Regions from separate parts of the Zea mays genome. Here region 1 is linked to region 2. A link is a contact called in public Hi-C data. All regions are on one chromosome and are shown on one strand. Each heading gives the region's core, a stretch centred on a gene start, on an enhancer-like site or on the middle of the called end of the contact. The rest is flanking DNA. Distances are from core to core; before and after follow the strand shown.

Region 1 (5,806 bases), core at 2,271-4,770, 570 kb after region 2:
GGGTAAAAACGCTGTTACACCAAAGACAAATCTGCATTTACAGGAATACTTTCATCAGTAGACTGAACTATAAAACAATGGGACGCGTGTCAGCTCAAGTGGTCGTGGTACAATAGGACAAACCTTACTCCATAAGTATCCACAAGCGAACCGCTGAAGTAAGCACTCACAATTCCTCCAAAGGCAGAAGATCCCCAACAGAGCGACTGGAGTGATCCAGATGTGCTTTGAGATTCTCCACGGGCTCTCTCAACAACCATAGAATCCACTACCTACAGTGTTCCCACATTGTGCTGAGATAAACCTTGAAGCGATATACATGCAAAAGTTCTTGTTCTACATTCCCAACATGAGGTGGAAATTATATGATGATATTTTTTGGTACAAAAAAGGTAAACTTGGATAAATGTTTAATCACACTGGCACACTTGGCCAGATGCATTCAATTTTATGGCTAGACAGGCCCCTAATGAAAACAATTAGTTTGAATAGCACTGTAAAAATAAGTTCAGATGGTCAGCCTTAGTGTAAAACTTCAACTGGAAATAAAACTATGTCGGGATTAACCAGTGTTTTCTTGAAGGAGCAGTGTTTATTTAGAGGTGCATTATTACCCCATGCAAACTAGAAGCTAGCTAGAAGAAACCCCTGGAAGTGGAAATGTTGTATACAATAACTCCCAGCCCCTACACAAGGATCCGCCCCCCTATAGGTCAGCCCATCTCATGTGCACATAACCAGGGGAACCAATGAGTTACCTTTTTTAACCTCAGCTTGAAATTCACTCCCACTAGGATTCAAAGTCAATACCTAAGGGGTGCTACTCAGACCACATAACCAACTCAGCTAGAGACCCTTTCGCAACTGTTTTTAGAAAAACCCAAGCTAATTCCAAAACTCATCTATGTGCTTGCACATTGTAACAATCCAATGGAAATTTTTGGAAGCAATGAGGTCATAAATGTGAGCTTGTATTTTTTTATAGTTTTGGCTTAAAGGTTAGTGACCATTTATTCTTTGGTTGTGCTGTAAAATTGATATATTTAGGGGTTGTTTGTTTGGGATTATAATATACTCAGATTATAATCTAACTTATATATTTTGAACTAAGTGTTAGTTCAAAATAAATTAGAATATATAATATGAGCAGATTATAATCCCAAACAAACATGCCCTTAGATGCCCCCATGCCTAAACTTACACAATATATGATTGGATTGTGTCAATAGCTAGAACTAGAAGGATGCATTTTATGGACATGTTTTATGAAAACGTGTTTTCAAGAAATGTCTGAATGAAAATTTGGAATCAAGACAAGGAAATAACATGTTAATACGCACCAGTAACTGATTCACAAACAGTTGACTAGTTGGTGTATTCAGTATTAATGGGTAGGGATTTTAAATGAAGCGTGCTGCAAAGCACAACAAATTTTTTTTACAAAAAAACATTTACAGGAACCAATGCAACTATGGAGATTCCCATGCATTTTAAAATTGTTTTCATACTAGACATTTGTTAGAGCTTTCCTCATGCCTGCATTTATTTTTACAGTTAAATTTGATTGTGAGATAACTCAATACAAATTTGCTCTATGCCCTTTTCTCTATGAAAAGTAAAGTACACCAAAAAAGGGAAAATACTGTATAAACAATGATCACAGATCCACTTGGAATATATAGAATAGAATAAAGAGCTCAGCATAGAAGGAAATAAATTTCTCACGTTCACAGAGAATATTTAATGGCATAGCAGGTTAAGAAATCTACTAGCATAAATATGGCATTAAGGAAGAACAGGAAAGTATCAATTAACAACTCAAGCATACCATCACTTCGATGATTTCTAACAACTGAATAAATGTAACAGACAGGACCTGATATTATTGATCATCGGCATAAAGGACAGACCAAGATAACTTGAGAGTAGAATATTCGGTTTGCACTTACAACATCTGAGAAGGCAACAGAAAGTGAGCCAAGAAGAATAGAGGATGCTGCACTGTATTTACTGCTCACTACTGTGGCCATTAAACTCCATGAAAGTGCTCCAAGTAACCCTGACAGAAAAAGGTACGACCTCCTTCGATATCCAAAGAGTGGAATGGAATCACTGAAAGGCAAAAGTCGAGGATCAAAATCAAGTGTACACTACATCCGAAAGAAATGGATGTGGGAGGATTTGCGAGACCTGATAAAGCCATAGAGGGGCTTGATCAACCACGGCAAGGACGAGAAACCAGATACCACTGCGGTCTATATTAAAGAAACCGGTTTAGTCCCCTAACAGCACCTATTAACTAAACAGCGGAAACGTTACATCATGTAACAAGAACTGAGCTCTACAATCTAAATACAAATATGGTGCATGGATGGAGGACAGGAAAACCTGGAAAAGGAATGAGCAACACACACCTCAGCTGGATCTAGATGGAGATCATCTTTTAAGTAAAAGCTCACAGCAAGCCGTGCAAGACCCAGAACCCCTTGCACAAAATAGACAATGGCAACTGCCATATTATCAGGGGACAGATCCACGCCAAACGCCGTGAAGTATCTTGGCCCGAGCTTGCTCTTGCGCACATCATCTGTGCTAGGCTGCCGCCACTCAGAGTGTCTACTACTTGAATCATCCTTTGTCAAGCCCACTTGATACCTAGGCATGGCATTCCCTACAATAGGTTACACCATTTGAGACAATCCTGACGCTGAGGTAAGCAAGACAGGGACCATTAACTATTTAAGCAACGGATTATGGTTTGAATTTTGGAAGGAAAAAACATGTGGCTGACAGAAACATCCTGCTAAAAGCTTTCCTTAACTAACTAGATTCCCACTGTGCAGCATTTCAACCGTGACGTGGCCTTCACGTCCCAGCATATCTTCTCTGTGCACCAATTCACTCAGTATGGGGAATGACACCGTGCATCGCTCACCCAGCTCCAATCTACCAAAGCAGACAGCAACTGCACCGCGCTAACCGACGACAAGTCGACAACGATCCCAGACGCACAACCGTAGCTTCCAGAAGCCAGAACCCAGAGCATGCTACCTCAGCCAAGCAGGCTCTCCGCCATCATTTCCTCTCCCCAATTAAGCTCGATATCCTCCTGACTCCTGTTCCACCACACGAAATCCAACGACATGCTCTAATTTCCCTAGCTCCGGAACCCGAAACCGCAAGACCAATCCAGATCCCCGGCAACCCAGACGGCTACGGACTCATAGAGGAGAGCGGCAGAGCGCCTCGAGCTCACCACCGGGCCAGTGGTCGGAGGACGAGGCGGCGGCGTCACGGCTATCGAGCTCGAGGGGGCGGCGGACGGCGGCCTCCTCGTCGTACGCGTCACGTGCGGCCGAGCCCCCGGAGGCCATCCCGAGCTACCAGAAGCCCGCGGGGCGCGGCGCGGTCTCCGGTGAGACCTTGAGCGTTTGAGACTTGAGAGGACGCGGAGGTGGAGCCTGCGGAGCACACCGGGCCGGAGCTGGAAGCGAGATTTGGCGCAGCGCAACGAATGCTCCATGCCCCCATGTTTCTCTGATTCTCTCTATGCCATAGTGGGCCCACCACCCGTGAGCACGTAGCGTGAAAACGGGACAGATAGTATATTAGGTCATTTGTATACTGCCATAATGTATTTCAATCGAATTTAAAACCGGATACAAATAGTTAGAATTAATACGGATAAAGATACAAATACCAGATATTTATTTGGTGGATAAGTAATACATACAGATATTACTAGTCGGTTGCCCGTGCGTTGCGACGGCTTACAACAATACTCACGTAAACTATCCATCAAAAAAAATGCAAGATTTTTTATTGATTGTTTTCGCTCTCTGTATAATATATATTTTTGATTTAGCTAACTGATGTTATTGTTTACTTCATGCAAATATGTCTTGGTACAACACAGTCAATGAAGTGAGCGATTAGAAGATAGTTCACAACGATTGACTAAATGAACAGAGATTATAAAATGATATAATTTCATCATACAAAGACCAAATAAGAGAAAGTTTGTGAGATCAAGTTTATAAAATAAGTACCATGAAGTCAAACTTATAAAAAAATAAATCAAAATATAGAGTGATTGCTAAAGTTAGGCATCAATAAGAACTGTATGCGCTCCATATAAATTACGCTACTTCGTAGCAATTACTAACGTTTAAAACCAACAAATAACCTTTCATTTTGCTGTTAGTGTGACAAATCATTGCTGCTTCATCCAATTCAGCAACCTCAAACACCATGTAGTCCATTGCGCCAATGTGGTCTCAGAAACGACCTAATGCTTGCAAGAGCAAAGAACGTCGTGCCGTGCTTGGACTGTAGCCTCGGCCCGTAGTGCTGGTCCGGCCCGACACGATTATTTTTTAATTTTACAAAAAAACGTATATACCTATATACAATTTATATTCAATATTAAAAACATCTTAGCGTGATGTTCTACTGGTTAGACAGTTTCACTTAGTGTCTCTTGCCCTTTTTTTCCATCAGGGATGGGTTCGAACCCCACCTCCTGCACCGTATTTTAATATTTTACGCTGATTTAATTAAATGGATCGACGGGCTAACGGGCTGGCCCGACACAGTTAGCAGGCCAGCATGACGTGCTTGTGCCATATTGTGGCCCGCGTGCATCTAGACCGTGTCGGGCGTCATTACGCTGACTTAATTAAATGGATTGACGAGCTAATAGCTATAGATTTAGTTGAATACACACAGATACGAGATATTTGTTGATAATACATGGATTGTATATTATTCACTAGAATTTAGTTCACGCTCACGCGTAAGAAAGTTACCCCACCAATATTATATAGAACATAGATCAACATGACTATATAATAAGTTGAGTTTGTCCAATAGTTCGAATGTAAGGACAAGATTCAAAACACGTAATAGCCTAATATAATATAAAATAGTTTCTAAATGATATAAGATAGTCCAATATAATGAGTGGGTGGTGATGGGTGCGAAAGCGGTTTGGATATGGGCCGCGATCACAATTCACAAAAGATCACGAAATTGTCTCTACTAACTTAGTTACATGAATCATAGTAGCACCTTAAGTTTGACACTTCACGATAACAAATTTTATACAATGCTAGGTCCATTTTTTTAAATGCAAATGACCTCAATGAAACACTGTATTTAGTTCCATCAAACTAGCCCAAAAATCAACATGTTATTATGATGCCACCATAAATATGTTTTTGCACGCTAGCTTTAGAAAAAAACGATTAAAAAATTAATCACAACATTTACCTAGTAGTGGCATCACAAAAAAAATCTAAGAAGATTATAGAACTAGCTTTTTACGAGAACTTGTTTTGTAGTAAAAAAATGACTTTCATTTTTTGATGAGAGAGAGACAAAACCCTAAGACCTAGTTTAGATACTCTAGTATTAACCTTAATACACACGTATTGAGGTGGATTAGAGCGTAACTTAAACTAATTTATACTCCAATCCATCCCAACACATGATTGAGGTCAATACTATAGTATCCAAACAAATCATAAGTATTTAATAAGTAATAATAGAAAACAGTTTGGCCCAATACGATCTTGGAGCTGGGCAGGGCTTCGTCTTATGGGCCGGTCCAACTACTAAGCCACCAGGCCGGGGCTCATCCCTTTCTTCCATGGACGCCCCAGAGCGCGACGCGTTAATGGAGGGAGCTCCTCCGGGTCACCTTAGCTCCGCGCACCTCGGAGTGAAATGAATGGCCATCTCCATCTCATCCCCTCCACCCCTCCCCGGCTCCACCTCACCTCACTGTCCCCTACCTTCCTCTCCT
Region 2 (5,690 bases), core at 1,301-3,800:
GGATAGGAAGATTTTGGTAACCCCAACCTAAAAATTCACCCCCACAGGGAGTCGAACTTAGGACCTGAGAGTTACTCAAGCCACATAACCAACTCAGCTAGATACCCTTTATCTCAACTTTAAATAAAACATCTAGAAAATTAAATAAGAACAAACTGGATAGATCTATTTGGAGCTCTTTATTCCCCTTTTTCCCTTTGAGGTGAGAGTTACTTAATCTAGTCAAAAACAATTGAATCAATCCAAATTTTAGACAACTAACCACATGGTACATTCGCATGACATTAGAAGCATCTACTCATATACAGAGGAAGATGTTTCCAACTAAATAGCAATGAAATTTTTGACAATCAATAGCATCTAAAGACACACAAGCCATCAACAAGTTTGAAAATATTGTTCAGCCAGACAGCAATAACCTTGGAAATGTTACGCCACATTGAAATTCACTATCAGATAAACAAGATACAAGGAAGCATCTTCCAATTTGATCATGCAGCACAACAAGACAATTAATAACCTTGAGAAGGGAACTCTAGAACCTTCATCTAGCGGAAGTTTTGTCAAATTTATCTTCATTGTGAGATCAAACCCGTCCTTTGGAGGATCAAGAATCTGCACAACTGGCCCATATGCTGCTTTTATAGCTTCAATGGCACCTAGTGGTAGCCCATCATACAGAATCGCTTCAGGAGGTGGCAGAGGCAAAGCAACTGACAACACCATTACCTTTGGATTCCTCATAGAAAACTGAAACCAAAGACCAGATTCATTAGAATTGTAATGTTGAGCATGAGGCAGCTTCCACATCCAAGAACTTGAAAATTAGATGAAAATCTGCTTAAAGTAGAACAATATCGACCTATAAATTTTAACACACTTTCAGCTGAGATAGCAATGCTCAAACACTAACAAGTCCATATTTGTTGTATTACGAAATACAGAAGAAACCTTTACTTGCACCACAAGTGCTTGTCACTAATTATATGGTTAGTATGTAATGTTATGGCAGCCATTCAGTATATGGAAGAACTCAAGAAGCAAGAAGGTTACAGGCTGACAGCATTTTATTCATTGCTCTTGTTACTGTTCTTGTGAACAAAGAGGTAATTTGGGGTTAAAAGGGACATGCTATCAAATGGCACATACCAAACTGGGAAGAATAGACCCAATTAACTACTGAGTACTGACTATCGTTATATATTGAGTTATATTATGCAGGATTAAAACTGCAAACTGTATATATATTTTTGGACCTAACCATCGAGTGGATAGCCACCTTAGGATCAACTGTTTAATTTGTACCAAAACCAACTTCCAAAAGTTAGCTACCCCAAGAATATGACACTGATTAGGATTGATGCCAAAATGTGTCAAGCCATTGCCGCCATGGTGGTATACATATACCATCCTTTTGACACAAATCTATGCGACAGTATAGAACTTACTTACCTGGATATGATACCGGACATCATCGAACTCTACCGTGTGACAGTCAATGTCCATGCCCTTCTCGCCACTGCATCGCCCAACGTCATATGAAATGAAATTACATGGGATTATTGCAAACAATCATGCTACCAGAAGCAAGATGTGGTTATGTTCTCTCTAGGTGGAAGCAGGGTGGCAGCAAGCAATATACCTGAGAACACGGTCTTGCAGGATCTGGAGCAGGAACCTCGATGGGGACTGGAGCAGTATCATCTTGCAGTGCTTTCCTCCCCGGAAGCGGTAAAACGTTAAAACGTTATGAACTAACTTTTTAACATTTAAACGTTTAAACGAACGTTGAACGTCTTTTCAGACTTGACATAGAATTTGGCTTGGCTGCTGGTCTTGTGGAGTGGCCACAGACGTGAGACGCAGCGCAGAGGCCGACGGTCTGCGGCCCAGTGGGAAGTGGCTGGGACCCCTCACTCCCAGCCGCAGAGGTGATTCACTGTGAGGGGCAGCAAGGGCAGCGGATGGATCTGGGCCGTTGAGGGCAGCGGCAACAAGTGGATGCGGCGGCGCACTGGAGCTTGGCCGGGCAAGTGGATGCAGCGGCAGCAAGTGGGCACTGGAGCTTGGCCGTGCAGCGCGGCGCAGTGGGCACTGGGCAGTGGCCTGTGGCACGGCGGCGCACTAGCCTGTGGGCGGACTGGCGGAGGGAAGAGGGAGGAGGGAGGAGAGGGGCCGGCTGCGTACCTGGGGGCAGGAGGGCGGTCGCACTGTCGCAGGCGCGGCTGGGCGGACAGGAGATCTCCAGCGCTGGCTGAGTGAGGACGCGCGGTCTGCGGTCGCAGGCGCGGCTGGGCGGCCTCCAGCGCTGGCTGAGGACGCGCTGGTTGGAAGCGAAAGCGAGTACCTAAAGCCCAGGAAGTCACCTGCTCAAGCAGACAGAAGAGGACACCTGCTCAAGCAGGAGGGCGTCGCCGCGCTGGGGACCGAAGAGGGGGCGCCAGTCGCCGGCCGTGTGATGTGCTCTGGTCTAGGGTTCCTCGATGGCGTCCGTGCGTGCTGCGTGGTGGCGCTCTGCTGCTCTCGTCTCAATCTTCATGTGCGTCCATACATGTTTAGTGGGCTGCAGCGGGCCAAAACGAATGGTAACAAAAAAAAACCGATGTAGACCAAAATTGAAAATTACCAAACACAGGCAAACTGATCGTCTGTGTTATGATCGAACGACTAATCACGATTAACTGCTGCAGTGCTGCTTATCGAGTGCGCAATAGCGATCAGTCGATTAATCGTCGTTGTTGCTGCTGCTTATCAGAGAGATAGATACACGGGGAAGAAACATTTGGTTAAGGATTTTTTTTATTTTTCTTAAACAGGCACCGCTTGCATTTAAGAAATAAAATCTCCGTCCGACCTTGTTCAGTTGCACAGGTATCGGAGGAAATTAAATCTCTTTATATTTAATTTTGATCATAAAATGATTTAATTCTCTCCAATACCTTTCGATCCCCTCTCCTAATCGAATAAGGCCTCCGTGGGTGCGGAGGCAGACGACGTGGCTTCATGCCTACCATTCACGCCGACAAAAATTTTAGGATGCGAATAAGGAGAGGTAGCTTTTAATAGAAGAGATTCTACGATGGCACAAAAACGCAGGCGCCGTCGCCGACATCCGCCCGATGCGTTGAGATATGCGGCAATGTTCGTTCTCCACTCCAACCCATAGGGGTTCAACATTTGTTCAAAATCCCAACAAGGTCCTAGTGATCAGAAAACATCCAAGACGAGGAAATGCGGTGGAAGATGTGGGACAGTACCTGTTGGAAGCAAAATGACGAGCACACGCTCAATATGCGGCGAGGGGAGGCAGCCGGGAAGACAAGCGCTGTGAAGGAGGCCGGAACAACAATTCTAGGCCATTGCCTATCCTTGCCTACCCTGCACGTCTACAAAAATTCTAGGCCACAAGTTAAGTCTGGTAATCATACATGTCATGTATGTCAGCTAGGCAAACATGTTAGGTTTGCCATTTCCACATGTTTGCCATTTCCTCGATCTACAAACATTTTGTTGTTTCCTTTTCAATTAGTTCATTGTGATGTATGAACCTCGCATGTTGTCAGTAATTCTGGTTACAAGTTTTATCTTGTGCTCATGGATGATTTCCCTGATTTTACCTGGACATTTCCTTTGGGACATAAAAATCTTGACGGTGGCATGTACATCAATTGGATGTTAAGAACGCATTCTTGCATGGTGATCTGTCTAAACGTGTTTATGCTTTTCAATCATCCGGCTTCAATGACAAGGATTTCCCTAATCATGTTTGTCTCCTTCACAGGTCTTTATATGGATTAAAACAGGCACCACGTGTATGGTACCAGCGATTTGCTAGTGAGCTGCTGAATCTTGGGTTCCGTTCCACACGTTCGGACTCTAGATCATGGTGTTGGTGTTCATATTAAAGCCTCCAGGACCAATGATCTCGCATATTCAGATACGGACAAGGCTGGCTACCCTATAGATGACAAGGATTGCCCAACACATGACTTCATCAGCTTCTCCTGTCTCCAAGCTCATTTGAAGCCAAAGCCATTTCGCAGCATGCAACAGTACCCTGAGCATAAAACCTGAAACAGCAAGTAGCCATGCTAAAGAGGGCCTATGCTTTAACATACCTTATGCAGTTATGCTCCATATTGTGGGTCTAAGTATCCAGAATTACATTATGTTTCATGTTGACAATGACAAGCAGATGATACCACAAGACGAAACTTAACACAGGTTACATTGGCAACTGGTGCTGTCCTGTCGCTATACAAAAAATCGGCACGTAGCCTGCACGGGGGAGGATTACGGTCCACAAGGATCCGCGAGACAGCACTACAGATGTCAGTCGGGTCTCAGGAAACTAACAGTTCGGATACCCGGCTTCACTTACCCAGGTGAGTCAAGATCCTGCTGATAAGTACATCTTTCTTACCAGAAACCGGGAGATCATGCGCGGTCAGGTAGGATCTCAATTCCACCGTGGTCATTTCCTTCAGCTGCAAATGACAGCCTCGGAATTCAGAAAACAATTATAGTAACCAAACAATCTTGTAGAACATGCCAATGATTATTGGCAATTGCAGAAACTTCAACTAATTCATTGGCATATTTCATCTACAAGTGAGATGCTGAATTCTAGTTTCATGTATACTCGGGAGACATCTCTAATTAACTTGAGCTTGATGGTTAAGAAGAATTTTAGGGCATTTAGTGTCTGCAGAATAAACCCACCGCCTCCCCATTTAGGGATATGGATCTTGCTAAAAGGATATGATTACTCACTTTTCCATTGTCTGCAAGTTCTGCCCAATCATAAGCAGCACTTATCTGCGCAGCTGCATCAGTGACCTCCTTCCGCTTTTTTGAAGCATTACCACGGGAAGCTTTCCCTGCTGCCGCTTCTGCCTCCTCTTGGTCATAATTTTCACCATAGACTGAAGTCTTGAATTCCTCAATAGCATTGGCTACCCCTGGCCTGAGATAAGAATAGCAAGGAACATCCCGCACAAACCATAAATAACGTAAAGAGATAACTATTGCAAATTGCTTTTATATAACCAACAGGAATTCAGCTTGTTCAAGAATTCAATAAGTTATGCTTCCATCTCTCTGTGCCTTGGAAAAGTATCATCACCAACTAGATTCTCTTTCAAAGAAAAAATAACTATATAATTTAGCATGCATAAATAGACAAGCAAAAGAAGTACTTAGACAAGCCTTCTTCGTCAGGCAGGGTCTCATCCTTTATATCAGGCATCTCATCTTCGCCTAAAGCTAAGGCCTCCAAGATCCCATAGTGTCTTTGCAAAGCTGTTGATTTTGGACAACAGAAGCCGTATCAGAGCATGTACATATGACTGGATATTGTGTAATTACATAAGTGATTCAGAAGTGAATAAAATGCTTGTAATAATATACAGCAATGACATTTTAGCCCAAGTAACATCGCATGTGCAACAAGTACGTTTCAAATATTGAGCATTTTTATGTAATCCGCTCAAAAAAAGAGCCTGCAATAGTTCCCCTGATCTTCATTAGAGCAGCAACTGGTAAATGTAAATACTTTTCAAAGCTATGGATCATGTTCATAGTGGAGCCTATACTAAAGCAGATGTTGTGGGCTTACAGTTGACCCTGACTCTGTAGGTAAATTTCTGAAAAAAGATTATGTCCAGGTTAAGACTTTTTCAATCACTTAT

What was found. A called contact is a pair of places that touch in the nucleus more often than the background predicts.
Region 1: a contact with region 2 is called in a Hi-C map of ear, with 2.0 times the contacts expected there. The contact joins the promoter of LOC100285065 here to the promoter of LOC100282664 in region 2. A contact is called at or near these places in 4 of 25 Hi-C or Micro-C datasets (bundle sheath, ear, leaf mesophyll and 1 more).

The regions. Positions count from the first base shown.
Region 1 is chr2:239,899,848-239,905,653 of Zm-B73-REFERENCE-NAM-5.0, forward strand. LOC100285065 (biopterin transport-related protein BT1) reads right to left here and starts at 3,521. Exons shown (of 9, transcript NM_001157960.2): 1 at 3,257-3,521; 2 at 2,415-2,671; 3 at 2,191-2,255; 4 at 1,950-2,112; 5 at 124-272; 6 at 1-31. The coding sequence starts at 3,374. It overlaps LOC103648257 (pentatricopeptide repeat-containing protein), which reads left to right and starts at 5,643. Exons shown (of 3, transcript XM_035965597.1): 1 at 5,643-5,806. The coding sequence starts at 5,728.
Region 2 is chr2:239,335,243-239,340,932 of Zm-B73-REFERENCE-NAM-5.0, forward strand. It overlaps LOC100282664, which reads right to left and starts at 2,551. Exons shown (of 10, transcript NR_178051.1): 1 at 2,188-2,551; 2 at 1,643-1,713; 3 at 543-1,519. LOC103648247 (a long non-coding RNA gene) reads left to right here and starts at 2,940. Exons shown (of 2, transcript XR_563345.2): 1 at 2,940-3,696; 2 at 3,782-4,207. It overlaps LOC100381505 (ATP-dependent DNA helicase 2 subunit KU70), which reads right to left. Exons shown (of 19, transcript NM_001320881.1): 17 at 5,199-5,301; 18 at 4,774-4,966; 19 at 4,107-4,487. The coding sequence ends at 4,374.